Regions from separate parts of the Sus scrofa genome. Here all the other regions are linked to region 1. A link is a contact called in public Hi-C and HiChIP or PLAC-seq data. All regions are on one chromosome and are shown on one strand. The core of a region is the stretch at or near the end of the contact, and the rest is flanking DNA. Distances in the headings are between cores, read along the strand shown.

What was found. Hi-C and Micro-C count contacts between places; a contact is called where the count stands out from the background. HiChIP or PLAC-seq counts read pairs in DNA pulled down with a chosen protein or histone mark.
Region 2: an H3K27ac HiChIP or PLAC-seq map of skeletal muscle shows a contact between it and region 1. The contact joins two enhancer-like sites. A contact is called at or near these places in 1 of 47 Hi-C or Micro-C datasets (skeletal muscle) and 1 of 2 datasets of contacts at active chromatin or transcription factors (skeletal muscle).
Region 3: a contact with region 1 is called in a Hi-C map of skeletal muscle, with 9 times the contacts expected there. The contact joins two enhancer-like sites. A contact is called at or near these places in 2 of 47 Hi-C or Micro-C datasets (both in skeletal muscle) and 1 of 2 datasets of contacts at active chromatin or transcription factors (skeletal muscle).

Annotation. Positions count from the first base shown.
Region 1 is chr16:74,515,975-74,518,598 of Sscrofa11.1, forward strand. The region is part of intron 4 of ADCY2 (adenylate cyclase type 2); the gene reads right to left. Among named protein-coding and RNA genes, the nearest start is that of ADCY2, 210 kb to the right of the region's middle. Within about 2 kb of position 1,332, at least 1 of the 83 cell types and tissues checked has an H3K27ac peak or open chromatin away from gene starts, as enhancers often do. A contact at or near this core is called in skeletal muscle, where this site is marked.
Region 2 is chr16:74,689,577-74,692,200 of Sscrofa11.1, forward strand. The region is part of intron 2 of ADCY2 (adenylate cyclase type 2); the gene reads right to left. Among named protein-coding and RNA genes, the nearest start is that of ADCY2, 39 kb to the right of the region's middle. Within about 2 kb of position 1,310, at least 1 of the 83 cell types and tissues checked has an H3K27ac peak or open chromatin away from gene starts, as enhancers often do. A contact at or near this core is called in skeletal muscle, where this site is marked.
Region 3 is chr16:74,649,294-74,651,917 of Sscrofa11.1, forward strand. The region is part of intron 2 of ADCY2 (adenylate cyclase type 2); the gene reads right to left. Among named protein-coding and RNA genes, the nearest start is that of ADCY2, 79 kb to the right of the region's middle. Within about 2 kb of position 1,323, at least 1 of the 83 cell types and tissues checked has an H3K27ac peak or open chromatin away from gene starts, as enhancers often do. A contact at or near this core is called in skeletal muscle, where this site is marked.

The sequences.
Region 1 (2,624 bases), core at 82-2,581:
TTGCGGTCCCAACGGTGGCCTCAGTGCTAATGCGATGCATTAGTTTTCCAGCTTTTCCGATTTTTATGGCTTATGCAGAAGGGTTCTTTTAGGGAGAGACCACTATTCTGCAAAAGACCTCTGCTAACGTTTTTCATTCCCTCTGCTCCCCAAATCTTATAGCACAAGTAGCCCCTTCTTAAACATGGTTTTTACTCTCTAGACATTCCTTGCAAATTCCATTTGCATCTGGGAAAAATACCACAAAAGGCGAAACAAAGTGTGGAGTGGACCCATTTTGACCAGAGGTCAGACTCCCGGGTCACGTCCCAGCACCATCAGCTGTTTACAGCCCCCAGTGGGGCTGCAGAAGGGACGGCTTCTGGGCTCCCATGGGCTTGACTTTCGCCTCCGAGAGATGAAGGGCAGCGGGGGTGAGGCCGGAAAACGAGGCCCAGGACGGATTCAAGATAGAAGCCGCTCAGCCTCTGGGAGTCGCTTGCTGGAGGCAACGCAGGCCCGCGCTAACATGGGGCTGCTGATTTTATCCAAATGTTGGCGGAAGCAAACAAGGGGGGCTGCTCAGCACACAACCCTGCCCCTGAATGAGGCACTCTGAAGGACACTACTATTGGCCACGGTGACGGTGGACGAAGCAACAATGGTTTGTGGTAAAGGGCAGACGGGAAGTGACGCCTGGGACACTCTGACGAGCTTGGTCTGCGGCCACACCAGCCCCCTGGTCCCACAGACCTCTCTTCCCTACGAAGAAGGCACAGGTTGCCATCAGCCACGTTCTCCCCTTAACTCTATCAGATCACACTTTATCGATGTTATTAAATGTGACCATTTTTAATTTTCATTTAATTACAGGTGGGGCTGCAAAATACTACAAACATTGACTGTAGTTCTAGAAACATAGTTTCCAAAGGCCTAACAAGACAAGTACTATGTCCCGGCCGAAATCCTGAGCGTTCACTTCCAACTTTGGTGGCAAAATATGTGTGGTGTCAAATTGTGTTTTATTAAACAGCTGTAGCGTAAGTTCTCCTTCTTCTGCAGGGTTTCTTTTCTCTTTATTTTGAAAAGAGTCATTGGCTCCTTTGCCTAAAACCTGTAAATACACGCCTTTATAATACCTCCCAAGATGGTCCCATGAAGTCTCCAGCATGAGACGTACCTCGCTGGTCTAGTCCTGGAGTGACACAAGGTCCAGGTGTGGCCTTTCGGACCCCGTGGACCCCACAGAGCACCGTGACAAGGGATGGCACCTGATCCTGGCTGCTCAAGGCCGCTTCAGGGAAGGAGGCAGTGCAGATGAGGTCAGTAGCTGACTTACTGCTCTGTCAAAGCTGGTACTATAAATATGAGCTTACATAATCTGTCCACTTGGAACTTCAGTTCTCCCTAACCTTGGAGCTACTTTGAAGTAATGGAAAAGAGAGTTAAATATGACTGCCAGGACCAACCTGACCCAGTCACTGCTGTTGGAAAGAGGAAACCATCTCTGCTAAAACATTTGACCTCTGTACACAGAACAATCATGAACACTAAGTGCTGTCTGTTTTTATAACCATGGAATTTTCTAGAATCCTGATTTGAACTATTCCTGAATTATAATAGATTCATAGATCTGCTATAATAGGTTATATTAGATTCTATGACTATCTTCATAGATTATGAAGATACACTGGATCAAAACCCTAGGGAAACCATTGTCTGTATGTCTTAATTTTGAATCCAGAGTTTTCTATACATGGAGACCAAAGAATTAAACATTAATTGCTGAACACTTTGGCTATACATGTTGTAACACCAAATGCTTTTTTTTCTTTTGTCTTTTTAGGGCCTTACCCGTGGCATATGGAGGTTCCCAGGCTAGGAGTTGAATTGGAGCTGTAGCCGCTGGCCCACACCACAGCCACAGCAACACCAAATCTGAGCCATGTTTGCGACCTGCACCACAGCTCATGGCAACGCCTGATCCTCAACCCACTAAGCAAGACCAGGGATCAAACCTGCGTCCTCATGGATACTAGTCAGATTCGTTCTGCTGAGCCACAACAGGAACTCCCAAAATGCTTTTTTAAAAAAGAAAAGCCATGTGTAAAGGCACAGCCCAGTGCCTAGACTCATACCTGCCTAAACTAGGCACTCGAATAATATTTGTTGCATGAATACACAGAACTCCGTTTTCAAAAAGGAATTCAATCACTATTCTCCAATCCATACACAAAGAAAAGCCTACTGTCAAAATTTAAAGGACATTTTCTTGCTCCAATCAGCAAGTTTTGATGAAGCATATAAAACAGACGAATTCAATACAATTTAATGAATAATAATGGCACACCTTCAATGTGTTAAATATTCATGAATGCACTCAGCGAGGTGAGTGTGGGGCTCACAGCGAGTCAGGCTAACCATCCCCTTTTTAGATGGGTACTGGGTTCCGGTGGATAAACACACAGACCCAAGGAAAACAAAACTAGGCACATGGGTTCTCCGCCATGACCTGAGGTGAAGGACGCCAAGCTCAGGGCTCCTTTCCGGCTTCCCCTCCAAAGCGTACCTGCTTCACCCGCTCTTCACCATCCTCGGTGACACCACAAGGCTTTGCCTCACATCTGCTCATCTCCATGTCCTAG
Region 2 (2,624 bases), core at 60-2,559, 170 kb after region 1:
CTCTCCCTACTGTGAAGCTCACAAATAACCAGATGAAAGCTTAGGGGCTGCACCAGAAGCCCGCAGAGAGATGCCCTCCAAACTATAAAGCTTTCAGTGTCTAAGGCAACCACTGGAGTTCATGTGCACAACTTAAGAGTGCAAGGCATCCAAAAGTACCCTACTGAGCCCTGGTGTCTTCGCATCTCTAATAGGGACAAAGATATGTATCTAGATGCTGAGTTTCATCTTCTTCGAAGACATGGAGCATGAAGAGAATCTGGAATGCAAAGCATTAGATGTTGACCAAGTTTCTGCATTCAGCACACTGACTGTGGTCTGAAGGAAAGCACGTACCTTAAAAGAAGGCAGGCGGAAGGTCACTGATGGAAGAGAACGGCAGGGCTTGAATCAATCTACAGATATTTCATTCAATTCTTCCATGCTAATGTTACAAGCACGATCATTATAGGTCAATTTAAAAAAAAATTGTCAATTGGAGTTCCCACTGTGGCTCAGTGGGTTAAGAACCTGACTAGTATTCATGAGGATGTGGGTTTGATCCCCAGCCTCGCTCAGTGGGTCAAGGATCCTGCACTGCCCTGAGCTGTGGTGTAGGTCACAGATGGGGCTCAGATCCTATATTGCTGTGGCTGGGGTGTAGGCCCACAGATGCACCTCTTATTTGACCCCTAGCCTGGGAACCTCCATATGCTGCAGGGGGGCCCTCAAAAGCAATGAAGAAAAAAAAACTGTCGAAAATACAACCATATCGAACTCAACAACATGCATATGTAAAGTTCGAAGACCAAGCTGCCTTCATTTTAATCCTTCATTCCCAAATATTTTGTCAACAGTTTGAGGTTTTTGGGTTTTTTTTTTTTTTGAATAGTTGGGAACCAAAGAAAACAGTTAATATTCAAATATTAATAACAATCACTTTACAGAATTTAAGGCTGAGGCCATTAATTAATACCCCAAGTATTTATTCCAAGAAAATGTAATGATATCACCCTCTAGCTATTTCTCTTAAGTCATCACATTCTTTGAACCTTTTGAATGCATCTTCATTCCCTGTTAAATATGGATGCGGTGACAGCTCTTACCATCGCTCAGTATTAGATTCCCTGGCATGTGCAGAGTGCTCAAGAAACAGTATTTCGAAAGTTTGAAAAATAGAACACGTTTTATTAGAACTAGCAATCGCACACATTCAGGTTAAAAAGAAGGGTTGTTTTTCCATGATCTGAACAATCACGCCACAGAGACTGCAGGACAGGAAGCAGCAGGAGAGACAGCCAACCCGCTCAGAGCCACTGGGAGACCCACAAGTGGGTCGGACTCTAAAAGCTGGGCTGGGACCCACAGTCCAGAGCAGCAAATCCAGGTCAAAGGCATAACTGATGTTCTTTTTTTTTTTTTCAAAATTTTACTCTAAAATGTAAAACACTATTAAAACCAGGACATTCCTTTGCACAGCAGCAGGTTAAGGATCGAGCATGGCTGCAGCTGTGGTGCAGGTCACAACTGCAGCATGAGTTTGATCCCTGGCCCGGAAACTTCCACATGCCATGGGTGCAGCCAAAACACACACACACACACACACACACACAAAAACAACAACAAAAATAACACAACAGAATTCTTAAAAGTACAACACATAAGATGACAGCCTCCCATGAGCATGCCTCATACACTGAACGTTACGGCATATTAGCTTTCAATCTTACTTTTTCACACAGGGTATCTTTATCTCTCTCTCTCTCACACTCACACACACACACACACTGAGAAAGTTACAGCTGAAGTCTCCCCCTCATTATCTTCGCTCCTTCCCTGTAAAAAACCAACAGGTGCAAATCAGTACATTTTTCTTCTCATTCATGTTTTTTTTTTAATTCTTTTAATACTTGCATCTGTAAATACTCAAAGAATAGATGCTTATCAAATTAGCATCATCCTGCAACTTCCTTTTCCATGCACGCAGCACTACGCTTCCCAAGTGTCTCCGTGTTGATATTACGTAGAACTATTAACTCACTGGACTCTTATTTAGTATTTCACTGAATAAAATACTGTAATTCCCTGATCCCAACCAATTCATCTACATGTCTCCTTAGGCACATATGGAAGGGTGTTTCTTGAGCATCTCCAAATAAACAAAAATAATTGGGATAGGTCTTTCCTTTCTTGATCAATTTTCTCTCATAATTAAAAAAAAAAAAACCTGTTTTTTTTTTTTTCTTCATGCCTTATTTAAGAAACCCTTCCCTACACAATGTTTTAAAGAGGCTTCCCTCTAGAGTTGTAAGAAAATCTTAATGGCCTGCTTTTCCTCTTTAGATTTTAACCCATCGAGAGTTCATATTTTTATGCGGAATAAGTAGGAATCTGACTTTTTCATAAGAAAAACCAATTTCCTTCTTTTGCTCATTTATTTCATGAATTCATTTTGTCACCTACTGAATCAGTCCAGTCCACCCTCTCTAAGTTTTAATTCTGCCTCTGCCACATAAGACAGGTCGCCTTCTGAATTCTCCCTTGCCTTTCTTTGCTCTATTAATCTTTATCAGGCCCAATATGATAAAGTTATTTTTATTTTATTATAATAAACCCTCAGTATTTCCTTCTACAAGGAATCTGTC
Region 3 (2,624 bases), core at 73-2,572, 130 kb after region 1:
GCAGCTTCAGCTCCGATTTGACCCCAGCATAGCCTGGGAACTTTCATATGCTGCGAGTGCAACCCTAAAAAAAAAAAAAAAGTTTGCTAATGCCCCATCTTCAGCTATTTTCAGGAAAAGTTTTAATAAGTATAATACTATATCTTCGTTAGATGTTTGGGAGAATTTCCTAACACCACTGCTCTGCATTTTTCTCATCCCAGGCTTGGAACCATCCCTCCCCTCATCGCCGAAGCCTCTTCACCCTGGTCTAAGGTTTTCTTCCACTCCCCAAACCCAGGACCAGCATCCAAACTTGAACGGGTTGCCGAGGGCCGAGGGCTCCCATCCTTCCAGCTTCCCATCCACAGTACCTGTCAGGCCAGGTGATGCCCTATCCCCTCCCCGACACCTGTGCTCCTCCGGGACAGAGCCCACTTCTCCCTCGGTGGGTGTACCCAGTGTCTAGCAGAAGCCCTGGCACACTCAAGAACTCCATTAGTCCTTTTTAAAATTTCATAAACGACTGCAGAGTGGAACGTGGAAACAGGATGTGCTAAATGGGTGGAGAAAGAAAATGAAATGACTTACTCAGTGATGTTCGTGCTTCTAAAAAGCCCATCGTAATTACCCCAAATGGAAATTGTAATCCTCAAAGATAGAAATTAATAATATAGAAAGTTAGTTGTAATTAAAAGTTTGATGACAACACCGCTATGAGGGGCTACAGCTTCTTCGTTATCTAAAGTAGGGATTTTAATATTTATTTTAGAGCTACGTATCAATGCCCTATTTTAAGCTACATATACCCAAATTATTTTGTGCACTGAATGCACAAAATGCAAAAGCACCAAAATGATAACTTGAAATAAAATAACATTAAGCTAATTTGCTTCCTTAGGAGATTCACCAAAACTCACTCTTTCATTTCAAGTTGAATTCTTTTCATAAGCCAAGCACGGCTATGACCGACTACATCTTGCATATTATAGACTTGTTATTAAAGAGAGTAAATTATAATTTGTTGATGACTCAAGGAAAGCCCTCTGCTACGCTTTGTCAATCCACATTAAGGCATTTCCTCTTATTTCATTTTGTACTTCGCGGGCTCCTGCTTAACGTTATTAATCTCATTTTGTCATTTTATTACTAGCCTTTCAATTGTAAAGGGCACATTTAATTTTTTCTTAAATATAACAGTATCATCCCTTCAAGTTCACGTCCTCAATTACGGATACTTCATTTGAAAAGTTTCCACTTCTTACCCGTCTCATATTTAATGGCCCGATTATTTCACAGACAGCTGACTTGGGGCGATTGTGATTTATGGCGCTATTAACGTGTCTCTTCCAAACTCCTGCTGGGGGGACAGAGCTGCTTAGATCAGCCTTTGGAAAGGTTACTTGATGTAACTTAGACGACACAGATTTAAGATACTTAGCCATTTTTCAAGCAATTCCATCATATATATGGAATATACAGACACACACATCACTTTAAAAGGCTGGCTAGAGCCTTTCAGGGGTCGTGATAATTCCCTATAAGGTTCATTTCTATTTTTTCCGTCGGTTTTTTTTTTTTTTGTTTTTTTTCAGATCAAGGTAATGAGGTTGGCAGAAAAGAATTTTATTGAGTGTATACATCTCTTTGTTCCTGTAGTCGCATCCTAAATTTTCCCTCCGAGCCAGAGGCAGAACTCTGGACAGACACCTGTTCCTTTTCACGCTACGGGGGGAGTGTGGCCGGCAGACTACACTCAGCTTGCCGTCAACTGGGAACAATGAAATATTCCGCTTTGGAAAACAGTGCCATTTAATGCCAGAGGAAAGGACTTTGGGAAGGTCTACACAATAGTAACGGAATAAAAGGACAGCTCTCCCGGAAGCTGTTTCTATTATACAACTCCCACCAGTCGTAAGGAGAAAAAGCGAACATCAATTATATGTATTTTCGTCTATGAAAACGCCTACCTACTCTCACGGTACTAAGGAACCTCCAATCACCCACTGGATGCCTTCTTTCGGAAGTCATATCCCTTCCCACTAAGAATGATCCGTTGTTCCACTCCCGTTCTCAGAGTCGCTACTTCTGCACTAAATAAAACGTGAAACTGGTCTTCGATATTCAAGCCCCAAAAGCGCAGAAATCAAGATTAAGAAAAGAGCGGCTTCACACTCCAGCGACACGTGGCTCATCTCCACATCTGTCTCATGCTCCTGCGAGGTCATCGGCAAAGCCGATCTGTTAGCCTGGGTCTCAAGGGGAACGCACCCCCGCTCCCCACAACACACACACACACACACACACACACACACACACACACACACAGCACAAAGGCAAGTCAATAGGGCACCATGTTGAGGACTTTCTAAGTTTTCCATCCTGGGAGAATCTCGTGTCTTTACAACCCAAATGTGCCTTTCCACGTTGAGGGGGGGACCCGGGTGAGCGTATAAAGCTGTGAATATCCATATGCATGTATGTATCTCTATCTGTATATTATACAGTCGAAGTTTATACATACATACAATTTGTTATAATCTTCAAAACTTATCAAAGCACCATTATGAAGGGTAGAGTCTGTTAGTACACAATTTGTTTTGGTTTCTTCATTTGTTCTCTGCTTTTTATTGGGGGAGAAAAGT